2 separate regions of the Mus musculus genome follow, and region 2 is linked to region 1. A link is a contact called in public Hi-C data. All regions are on one chromosome and are shown on one strand. The core of a region is the stretch at or near the end of the contact, and the rest is flanking DNA. Distances in the headings are between cores, read along the strand shown.

Region 1 (5,644 bases), core at 1,281-3,780:
CTCTCGAACATGAAGATGAATATGGAGGAAGAAAGGGATCAGATAGGAGATGGCTATGGTTGGGGCAGGAAGAAGAGAGACTATAACTCTGTGCTCCAATTAAGGAAGGAAAGGGGAGTGGTGGAAATACCAACTGTTCAATCCTTTGCATATCAGGACAGAAGGTAGGTAAACAGAAGGCCAGGGAAGGACAGAGTCTAGACAACTTTTTGTTTGGCATCCTCGTCCTCAAATAAAAAAAAATGTAGAGAAGAGACAACAACCTGATTTGACCCCAGCCATGATAATGGAGAGGACGTCCTGCTAGTCAAAGCTCTCAGTAAGTGTCCACTTCTCAGCAGTCTGATTCCAGGCTGAAGTTGACCGATCGGCAAACTACTCAATTATAAGCCCATCTTCTCCCTATGGTGCCGCTAATTAAAATGGGAAGTGTGCTCTGCAGCTAGCACACTCCATGAAGTTGTACCTTCCAAAAGCTGAATTAGTCACAACAATTAGCCCTTGTCACTGCAGCTCAGGCCCCTCTTCCTCCTCCCCCAGTCCCACTTCTGTTCGGTGTGAATTCATCTCTGAGAAAGCCTTCCCCAGGGATCCTTGGTCGTCTTCATTTTTTTTTCTTTTTCTTTTTTACTGTGAGAATGAAACACATGTGGTTGGTGCCTTGAAATACAACCGCCCGAATGCATCTATGAGGAAATCTTGATGTTCTGGAATGTTCTGACCTTTTGTCTATGTGTCATTTTTTTTTCTTTCTCCCTGAAGTCATACCCTGAAAGGTATTCCTATGTGTATTTAAGTTTTAAGTGAAGAGAAAGAGAGAGTGCATAACAGCATGGATCTAGCATCTTTCTAGTTGTAGGAGGTGAGTTCTTCAGACAGCTGAGACAAACTGTAATCCTTTCTGATTTTCTTCCTCTGCCTTAATAAATATGATGGGATGCTCCAGTAATTTCATCTGAACATGTACTTCTCTGTAACAAGAGGAGGATGCTCCGTGCAGAAGAAGAGGAAGAATGTCCAGGGGCACCATGGCAACCAGATAGGAGAGCAGGGATTGGAAATGCAGCCACAGAGAACATCCAAGCACTAGCTTGAAGGCCAAGGCCACAGCTTCCCAAGCACACAGAGGAACTTTCATAAACTGTTCAAGGTCCAGTTCTTAGCTGCATTAGTGTTAGAATCAATATCTGTGGCTGCAAGCAAGATGAAACTCTGGCTTACTTCGAGGATTGCCAGTTGGCCTTCAGCAGAAAGCTGCCGAGGGGACTCTCCTTGTTATCTCCCCTCCCTTGGAAGGAGGAGACTCCAGATGCTTCGCCTTCTCACACAAACTTCCCATTCAGCGTTTGGTGACTCCATTGATTGACTCACTGTTCTATACATGAGGAAGTATCTGCATTGAAGTGCTTTCTTAAGATGTCTGTGCACACTGAAGAGTGTCTAAGAAAATCACTCGGTACCTCATAGCAGAATGGCTGGCCACCCTCAGAGTCACTGAACAAATTCAGTTTTGTGCAATGAGGGTAGAATATAGTTAAAAGTCGCTTAGAGTACATAGTGGTTAAAGGCTTTGATGTTTTTGGTATTTATTTATTTATTTTTGTTTTTGTATTTCAGTTTCAGGGTTTTGTAGCCTAGGCTGGTCTGAAGTTTATTATGTAGCATAGGAATGACCTTGACATTTTCATGCCCCTCCTGTACATTATGAATGTGGGGATTACAGGCATGTAACACCACTCCCAGTGGGATTACTTAGCACTGAGGATTCAAGCCAGAGCTCCATTCATGCTGGACAAATACACTAGCAACTGAGTTATATCCTTAGCCTGTAGTTTTAGTTTTTAAAGTCATTAGTTAATTCCACTCTTTGAGTCTGTTTCTAAATTTGTGAGAAAAAAAAAGCAACTAATTTGTGTGGTGATTGAAGAATTAACAAAGTGATGTCTAGAAAGCATCAGGCACGTACAAAGTGGCCAGTGACTGGTGTCAGTCATGAGTGATGATGATTCAAATTCTGGACAGGGTTCCCAAGCAAGTGGCCAGTCGACACCTGTAGGAAGGAAAGAAAGTCCAATACTCTGGAGACACGTAGGCCATGTCAACGCTTACCATAGCTGGACTCTTGACCACCTGTGTGCTTCCATCTCAGATCTTTGCCACTCTGTTTGTACTGGCTCTCAGATATGAACATGCCTTTTGCATCCCATCTGTGTTGCAGCCTTGGACAGGGTGTTTAATGTGGGAATGGAGAGTGGAAGATGACTCAGAAAGCCTCACTAATTTATCAAGTTTCTTTATCTGGCATGGCTTCAGCTAAACATTGAAACGCCGTCCATTGTGTGACCAAATTGAACAGGAAACACACATACACCCACCCACTCACATGTCCAAGCTGAACTAGAACTGTCTATCCTACCCACACAGAGAGACATAGATTTTTAACTTTAGACTGAATATTCACATGGTTAATCTGTTGGTGGTGTCTCCATGGACTAGAGATCAAGTTGTCCCTTTAATATGATCCAGATGTGTACAGAATAACAAGCACATTGATGCCTGCTGAAGACCATGCACCTCAGAGCTGGTATGTGGGATTGACTGCTATGAGTATTTATAATATAGTGAGTTTGTGACAGTTTTCACTCCAAGCAGAGGACAGGAGCTAGACTAATGAGAAAGTTAGAAAGCAGTCAGGATGATATTAGCGAGATGGTGGGTGGGGAGCAGGAAATAGCAGAGCTGGCTCATACACAGGCTCAAGTTGCTCACTGTCATATACAATAAATCTGTTCAAAATGTTAAAAGCAATTAAATACAATGGAGAGAATATAAATGTGGAAAAAAGCTATTGTAATTGGATATCCCAGAACTTGAGACTGAGGCATAATGTTTTATAATAGTATATATGAGAAAATATTCTTCCCAACAGCCTAACAAGGATTAAGTTATTGAACAACATTACTTCGAAATGTTTTCTAGTTTGAGGCTCATGCCTCAGCATCTTCTGCACAGAGTTGCAGCTACGGAAATTCACAATGTTAGGAGCTCAAGCCCACAGAATAGCTGACTTCAACCAACATTCTTGGAATCTTGTTTTTGCAGGCAATAAATTTGGGTGGCCAGGTTTGCTTACTTAGGCTCCCCGCTTCATTTGACACCCAAATTGTCTTGGTCACTATTTATGGCTGGTGATCAGAGCTCCCCAATTAACCTCTAGGTGTGACAATGAATCTGTTTATTCCCCCAGCCACCTAAATGTCTTTAGGTCCCTGTTGTGGGTCCGGATTCTGTCCTTTACAAACGTACTTCTTGAGAATTAACCATGACGCAAATTCCCTGAGTTCATGAGATTATAGCTCAGTAGGGGAAGCAGACAGTAGGCATATCAATACTGAAGTGGTTTTTTAAGTACACCTGTCTTGAAGAACTGTTAGGGGAGGAAGAGTCCATTTTCTTCAAAGATATGGCTCATGGTCCAAAAGGCTACCCATGTTCCAGTATATGGTCATATACCCATAGCCATACAGGTAGCATTAAGCAGACTCTCTCTCTCTCTCTCTCTGTGTGTGTGTGTGTGTGTGTGTGTGTGAGAGAGAGAGAGAGAGAGAGAGAATTCATGAAGTTGGGAGGAAAAGGTACTAGTGAGGAAAGGAGAGGAATTGAGAGACAATTGAGAGGCAAGGGGTAGTTTAGGTCACAGGGCTTTAGATGTGCACATGAATTCTCAAATACTAAAAAAGAGATGGAAAGAGAGTCTGGGGTTGTAGAAAATTCTCAGCATGGGAGAAGGCTCAGAAGCAGAGACAAAGAAGCATATTCGAGGAACTGGAGAAAGGCGATCTGGCTGGTGTACAGGGAGGTTGGAGAAGACAAGGAAGCGGGTACAGGCAGCATTTACACCGAGAGTGCATGGTGTAAGGAGACCTAGAAATGGTCCCCAAGTGTATCACATATTAGAGGATCAGCTGCCTCTCCCAAGTCAGTTCAGTTCATTAAGCTCTCAGGAAAATATTTGTACTTAATATAAAGTACAATATACTTCCTCTGTGAATGAAGGAAGCACTGTTAGGAATGGGGCTGCTCGTGGCGAGCAGACGAAGGGACAGTGCAGTTCTTTTATCACTACTTGCCAAACACCAGTTATTCCAGTCTGCGCCCTTTGCCACAATCCACCCAATACCTGTATCCTAGTTGGTACATACTTTTCTCCCCCACAATAGACTCTGGTTTTGTCCTCAGAAAGATTTACTTAAAATGGGCACTTTCAATCTTTACCCCAAACGGAAAGTCAGTAGTGGATGCCAGAAGTTGAGAGGAACCACTACAGATAAAACAACGGGATCACAGACGTGACAGTCACTCTTGGTCTTTGGTGTTCTGAGCCTGGAACCTACACTTTATTGTATAAAAAGAGCAGCCAGTGAAAGATTAGAATTGAGAATATGAACTAATGCCAGACAGAGGTGTTTTCCTTGACTGTGTCCGGGTCTGTGACCTGCAAAGGAAGCACCACCCCCATTCCCCCTATGCATTATAGTGTAAGAAACATCGCCACATCAAGACGTCTACAGACCGTGATGACATGTGGTCTCTGCCTTAGAAAGCAGAGTTGTTTGCTAGGTAATGAATACAACCCCAAAGTGTACAAAAAACAAGCACACAAACACATACTATCATTCCTAGTCCTGGCCAAACTGGGTCTTACTCTGGCCCCAAGCTCATGATTGGCCGGCTTTGTTCCCCGGATAGAAAGCATGCAGTCTTGTCTGATTGACTATAGGAAGGCAGGTTCCTGTGTGGCAGTGAATGTGAGAATCATCTTTTGGACATGAAGGCAGGCATTTTGATGATTTAAGGTAGTTTTTTTCTTAGAAACAAGAGTTCTGGACTAAAGTCTCTGGGGAAACTTCGGTCAAGGCAAGATTTAGGCCAGGAGGACCTTGAGTGTGAGGTTACTAAGCAGAAAGCCTGGGAAGAAGCCCATTATAAAGCCAGGTAGACCGTGCTATGCTCCAGACTCAGGTAGGATGGATGGGGTTGGGTGACCACTATATATATTAGGTAGTGCCCAAGGGCAGCTGCAGAACTCATACCAGTGTTCAATAGATAGGGCTGTCACATTTGTTACGGCACATAATAGTTTTAAATATAATTGCCAGTCTGTCATAGGCACCATGAGAGTCAAGCTGTTGACATGGGAAGCTGGGAATGAGGGACAAGGTCCCCAACCTGGAGAGAGGGTCCTAGAGGACCCAAGAAGACATAGACTCGAGAAGAAATTATTATTATTTGGTTATTATTATTATCTGGTTACTATTATTATTTGGTTACTATTCAGACAGAAACAGAGGCACTGAAGAGATGGAGAGAACGCCTCAGCTACCGAGTCTAAAGGTGCTAGTCCTTCAGGAATGAGGAGAGGGAAGGCATGGTACTGAATTAAGTGAAGTGGATGGGGAATGGTTTCTATAAACACATGTCTGATCTAGTGTCTGGACCTTCACATTAGGATCACTGAAGGACTTGGCCCCACCTCTACCACTGCACTAAAGACTCAGAGTTGGCCCAAACAACCATGTTGCTTGCATGCTTGTTTGAGAACAACTGCTGTAAGGTAAGGAGTATACAGAAATGGAAGGGGTTA
Region 2 (5,644 bases), core at 1,938-4,437, 300 kb before region 1:
AGGAGTGGAAACAATGATAAAGAGGGAGTGTGTAAACCAGGAGGGGACATAATGGCAGCAAGAGGAGAGAGAGGGATAAGGGAGGAGAGGACCAAGAATGGGGGTGAAGGGTGTGGGAAAGGAAGGATCACACAAGGAGGACCAGGCATCCAGAAAGAAAGGGCAGTGGAGAGATGAGGGCACACTGGTGCTGGATGGGAAGGCGGTGGGGGGCAGGAAGAGGTGAGAAGTGGAGTGAAGCTTTTCCAGTAAACATGAAAGCGGAGACACAGACCCAGCAGAGGAGGACAGCTCTGCTGGGCAAACAAGAAAACAGAGAGCGAGAAACGGCTGGGAACTGCAGAACCCCCCCCCCCCCCCCCGACAAGACAAGGTTCCTCAAAGGAGCACAGCCACAGCAGTGAGGATGTTGCAGAAGAAGTTAGTCAGGAGATGGGCAAGGAGACATTGAAGCAGAAAGGGAAGGAGAAGCAAGGGAGCAAGAGAGCAGAGCTGAATTTAGAAAGGGAGAAAAAAAAAGTGAGCAGAAACAATATGTTAAAAGCCTTCATGGGGAGGGCAAAGGCATAGGGAAAGAGCTGTTTATAGAATGTTTACATTAGAGCCTTAAAAACCGGAATGTGTGTCTTGGAGTATAGCCATTGTCTAGGAAACACAGCATGGCTTTTAAGCAAATGGTGGAGTCATCAGGGCCACACAGAGCAGATCACACTGGCCTGCTTTGTGGGCTTGCCCAGAGCTGCCTTCTTGTTGGCGGCCAGCCGGGGATGGAGGCTAGCTACCTGCTGGGCCTGCTGTCTGACAGAGGGCTATCCCTGTTCAGTTCATGGTGCTTTGAGTCCAGACGCATCCGTTCCTCTTGCAGGCTAAGAATTGCATCAGGATGCGGTCCGTTTGAAGCTGCTTCGAGACAGATGTCGGGTAGAGTAAGAGGAGAGACATGGTCAAAGGCATCCTAGGGTGGAGGTGAAAGGACAGGTCCTTGGAGTCTGGTGGCCACAGTTCGGTTCTGAGGTTTCTTTGTTTTTTATTTTATTTTATTATTATTTTTTTTTATCACGCTACCATGTAAACTAGCACATGTCTGTTTGCTGCTTTGAGCCTTTGGTAAGTGATCTATAAACTTTGCATTTTGTGGGGTTGAGAGACAGCTCAGTCAGTCAAATGCTTGGTACCTAAGCGCAAGGCTACAACGTTCAATTCCCAGACCGCTCTTAAAAAAAAACAAAAAACAAAAAAACAAACAAAAAAACAACTGGTGTTGAAGATACTTAGTGCACACTTAGCTCAGCACAGGGAGGTAGAGACTGGCAGATTCTTGGGAATCACTGGTTAGCCAGCCCACCTTGCTCTCTGTACCAAGCCAAGAGATCTTATCCCCAAACCCAAGGTGGATGGCTCCTGAGAAACATCCCCTGAGGTTGACTTCTGGCCTACATGTTCTCTGTTCCCGACATGTACCCCCTTCCCCACATACACATGAATAGCACCTCACCTGCACCCCTCGTTGATCATCACAGCTATCTGTGGTGATGCTGAGAGGCTCAGTGAGCTGATGTATGCGCTTAACAGGGCGACGGTTCCTATTCATGCCCACTCAGTGTTGGCTGGCCTGCTACGTATGATAATGAGGACCAGACAACAGTGTGTGTGTTCTGGGGGATCTGCCCATGAGTGCAGAGGAAGGGGCTTAGATGTGAAGATGTTTGAGCAAGGGAATGCTTTGTACAAAGTGTTCTGTGAGGATAATGAATTACATGGTGGCCTGTGGGCTGTTTGGGAAGTGTGTGTGTGTGTGTGTGTGTATGTGTGTGTGTGTGTGGGGGGGGGCTATGAGAAAAGAGGCAAGGACGGGGGAGTCGAATCACTATGAAAAATATCAAGGGTATTATGAAAGGCATCTGAGTGCTTGGTGATTGGATGGCTAGATAGGGAGAGACGGGCATTTCAAACTTGACTCTGAGGGTTTGAGGCCAGGGGCAGGAAACAAAGCCAACACATTGTATATCTTTAAAAGTATTGAAAAAGCCAAAACCAAATAAAAATACGGAACAGAGACATATAATCTGCGGCATCTAAAATGTTTATGATCCCCCTCCACACACACACACACTTTAAACAAAGAGTTGCCATGCCCTGGCATGGCCTAAGGACCTTGGAAAACTGTGTTCTAGAGATAAGGCCGGGAGGGAGATTCTGAGTAGATGGAATACAGCACCTCACAGGAAGTCGCAGTGATGATTAAACCTAGGGCAAGGCCGGGATGCTGAATGATGCGTCAGTTGTGAGCCACACATTCATTTCAGAAATAACTGTTTGAATGTGAGCTTAGGGCACAAATAGATCTCACTGGAATCCTAGCTACCTGTGACCCTCACCAAATGACCAGGCTCTGGGTCTCAGCTTTCTCATCTGTGAAACTGGGACAATAATACTTTAAAGGTTAAATGCAGAGGTGCAGGGGACGTATTTGAACAGTGTCTGGCAAACACAATCACAGCCTTTATTATTATTAAACATGGAAAATTCTATCAGGAAACAATGGTTTGTTTGTGCGGGGAACATCTATTGGTCTTGCCATCATTAGTAGTGTATCAGTCTTGAAGTTATTAGAACTTAGGTGTCTGATCTTGGGACCAAACTTCTCTCACTATAATCTTGGTTAGGATTTTTTAAAAAAAGAATTAAAACAACAACAACAACAACAACAACAACAACAACAACAACAATAACAACATCAAAGCTTCCCTCTCTCCCAACCCATCCCAACCCAAACCAAAATAAATAACTCACACACAAAACCAATTTCTTTATTTTTTTCTTCAGTTCCTTTCCCCCCATGTGGTCACAAACAGATTGACTTCTCTTGAGCATTTGTTACAGCTGGGTCTCCTCCTCTCTTCTTTAAGAATCTCAAAAGTTTGAAGACTGATTCCATTTTGCTCCTTCCCTATTCCCAGAGTTTTTGAGTCTCAAGTGTCAAGTTTCCTCCGCCTGGCCTCCTTAGGCCGTTTCTCAACAGCATCATCAAATCAAATCTCTTCTGCAGCGTAGGCAGAGGTCGTTCCACCTCGGAAGCGTTTGTCCATGATTCTGCAAGCTTCAGTTCTGTCTTCCCACTAAGACTCTCTGAGAGCATGGAGCAGATCCCAGAATTTCTAATCCTCTCTGCAGCAAAGCCAGCCTCTTCCCACACTCCAAGAAACAGGAAAGGGGGAAAGCAGAATGTGGTCCTCACAGAAGCCTGGCCCTGGCCCCAGAGCCCTGTCTGTTCCTGTGATGTTCCACACCCTTGCTAGTTACTTACTGCCTCCCTGAGAGGCCATCGAGGGGAGAGAGCGATTAGGGTCATCAAGATAAGGCTTGAAATATTCAAACTGGAAGCAAAAAAAGGGCTGTTTTTCCAATAGTAAGCAATCAGGGAACAGGAGGATATAATTTGAAGATTAGGGAAGTGAACAAAGAACAGAAAATTAACTTTATAGCAACGAGGAGCACAGTCTGTTTGAAGAAATAAACCTCCGCAGAGCATTGTTGATAAAATCAGACTGTTGATTTAAACGAGGAAATATGAGCAAATCAGCTGGGGGTTTGGGCGATCTGTGGAAGTTGAGGGTGAAACTTTAGGCAAACCTGGAAAGCAGGTTTTCTGCATTCCAGAAACCTCATTCCTAAGTGAGAATGGATGAGCATGTGTGCATATATGGTAAGTGTGTGTGTGTGTGTGTGTGTGTGTGTGTGTGTGTGTGTGTGTGTGCATGCAAGTATGAATGTGTCTATGTAGATATGCATATGCATACATGTATCTAAGTGTATGTGTGTAAATGTGTATGTGTGTGCACATGCACATGTGTGTATGTGTATACATCAAGGGTATACAGAAGAGGGATGTATCTTACTGGGATGTTTAAATCATTTTCATCTGGGATTGTCTTTATTTAGAACGTGGCATTTACTACTAAGAACTAGGAAACACCAGCCTCCATTCCTGAAAAGACCAGCACTGACTTGTCTTCTGGAGCCAAAAAGTCTCAAGAGAAGCTGTGGTTCTCCAGGTGGCTAGAACAGGGCTTCTTCTCACTATACAGGGGAGGGCTGACCACATTAGGACAGGAGGCCTGTCTGCTATGGGGATGAAGAGATCCTTTTCTCTGCTGGAAGAAGCTCTGAGTTTCTCAGTGTTAAGTTTTCCTGGTCCAGCATTAGCTTTCATGAAGTGTTTGTTAAGAGCTTAGATTTCTCATGGTGGGAGATGCAGAGAGCATCCCTGAATATCAGAGTGGTGTGCCTCCTGCCTCTGTATCCCTTTCTCCTCCTTCTGTCGTGTTCTGGGACCTTGGAAATGTCAGTATGGGAACCCCTTCCTTCCTGCCTCTTGGTGCATTCAGAGGATGGGAGGCACTGTGCGCGAGTGAGCTTGAGGAGAGTGCGTGGTCCCCTCCTCCCCTGCCAGGTTGTAGGTGGGCTGGTGGCTTTCTCTACTAAAGGGAAGGGTTTCTCTATACTACAGCCACAGCTCAATAAAGCTCTCTCTCGACTCAGGAATCTAGCTTTGCCCCTTTAGGTATCAGAGCTTTGTGGTTCCCAGACACTAGAGCTTTTGGAAGTCCCCTTCCATCCTCTGTCTAGAATTCTGAATAGATATAAAGGATGAGAATGCTTTACCCCATACTGAAGAGCCTGTCACAAATTGACAATGAGCTCTTGGATGGACTGGTTTATCTTGAATGGACTCAGTTTCTTCATCCATGAAATGGGATGATAATGAGGTAGGTGACTTCACTGACATGTGCTATGAGTTCTGCCTTGTGGTACAATGTGCTGGCATTTAGGAGAAAACCAACATCGGTTGAACTCCTACTTCTGATGCTGATTGGCTCTGTGGTCTTGGGCAATTATTTCTTTTCAAACATGGTTTTTAAAAATGTGAACAATTTTTTTTTTATGCGTCTGCTGGTTTTGCCTCCATGTATATTTTTCTGTACCACTTGTGTACATGATGCTTGAGGAGCCAGAAGAGGGCGGTAGTGAGCTGCTCCGTGGGTGCTGGGAGTCAAACCCAGGTCATCTGGAAGATCACCCAGTGCTCTAAACTGCTAAACCATCTCTCCTGCCCTTGGCCAGCTCTCCTTATCTCTCTGAATCTTGGCTTGTGTCATCAGTAAAACAGGGATAACAACCCAGCTAAATACACAGCCATATGTGATGGCTGCTTTAACGTTCCTCCTGACATAGGAGACCACTCCCTGCTTTCCTGCAGGGGAGAGCCCCGTGCAAATTTTTTTTTTTAAACCTCTAATATTGTTCCACTGACAGTTGAGCTCAAACTTTCCAATCTGTTTGCTTCTTGCACACCTGTTCCTGAAGCTTTTCTTCAGAAGGATGTGGGCCAATGACTACTTAAGAAAGGGACTCAGAGACGGCCCATGTCACTTTATTGGCATGGTGATCTGAGCTGTTCCTTGTACTTTGGGAGTGCTCTGAAATAGTTGACACGTATCAAGGACTTTACTCTTTGTTCTTTGTACAGATGTCACCTGTACAGCTCAGGGATAGGACCTTATATTTTTCTTGGCACCTACTACATACCTAGATTTTAGATTCTAAAGGTCTTTTATCCAACTGCTCCTGTCTGCCACCGAAC

The links. Hi-C and Micro-C count contacts between places; a contact is called where the count stands out from the background.
Region 2: a Hi-C map of uterus shows a contact between it and region 1, with 4 times the contacts expected there. The contact joins two enhancer-like sites. A contact is called at or near these places in 3 of 15 datasets of contacts at CTCF or cohesin (the NIH/3T3 cell line, pro-B cells and stem cell-derived epiblast-like cells) and 5 of 484 Hi-C or Micro-C datasets (adipose-derived mesenchymal stem cells, embryonic fibroblasts, pre-B cells and 1 more).

Annotation. Positions count from the first base shown.
Region 1 is chr11:45,232,742-45,238,385 of GRCm38.p6, reverse strand. No RefSeq gene overlaps it. Among named protein-coding and RNA genes, the nearest start is that of Gm12159, 120 kb to the right of the region's middle. Within about 2 kb of position 2,530, at least 11 of the 459 cell types and tissues checked have an H3K27ac peak or open chromatin away from gene starts, as enhancers often do. A contact at or near this core is called in uterus, where this site is marked.
Region 2 is chr11:45,533,269-45,538,912 of GRCm38.p6, reverse strand. No RefSeq gene overlaps it. Among named protein-coding and RNA genes, the nearest start is that of Gm22284, 100 kb to the left of the region's middle. Within about 2 kb of position 3,187, at least 16 of the 459 cell types and tissues checked have an H3K27ac peak or open chromatin away from gene starts, as enhancers often do. A contact at or near this core is called in uterus, where this site is marked.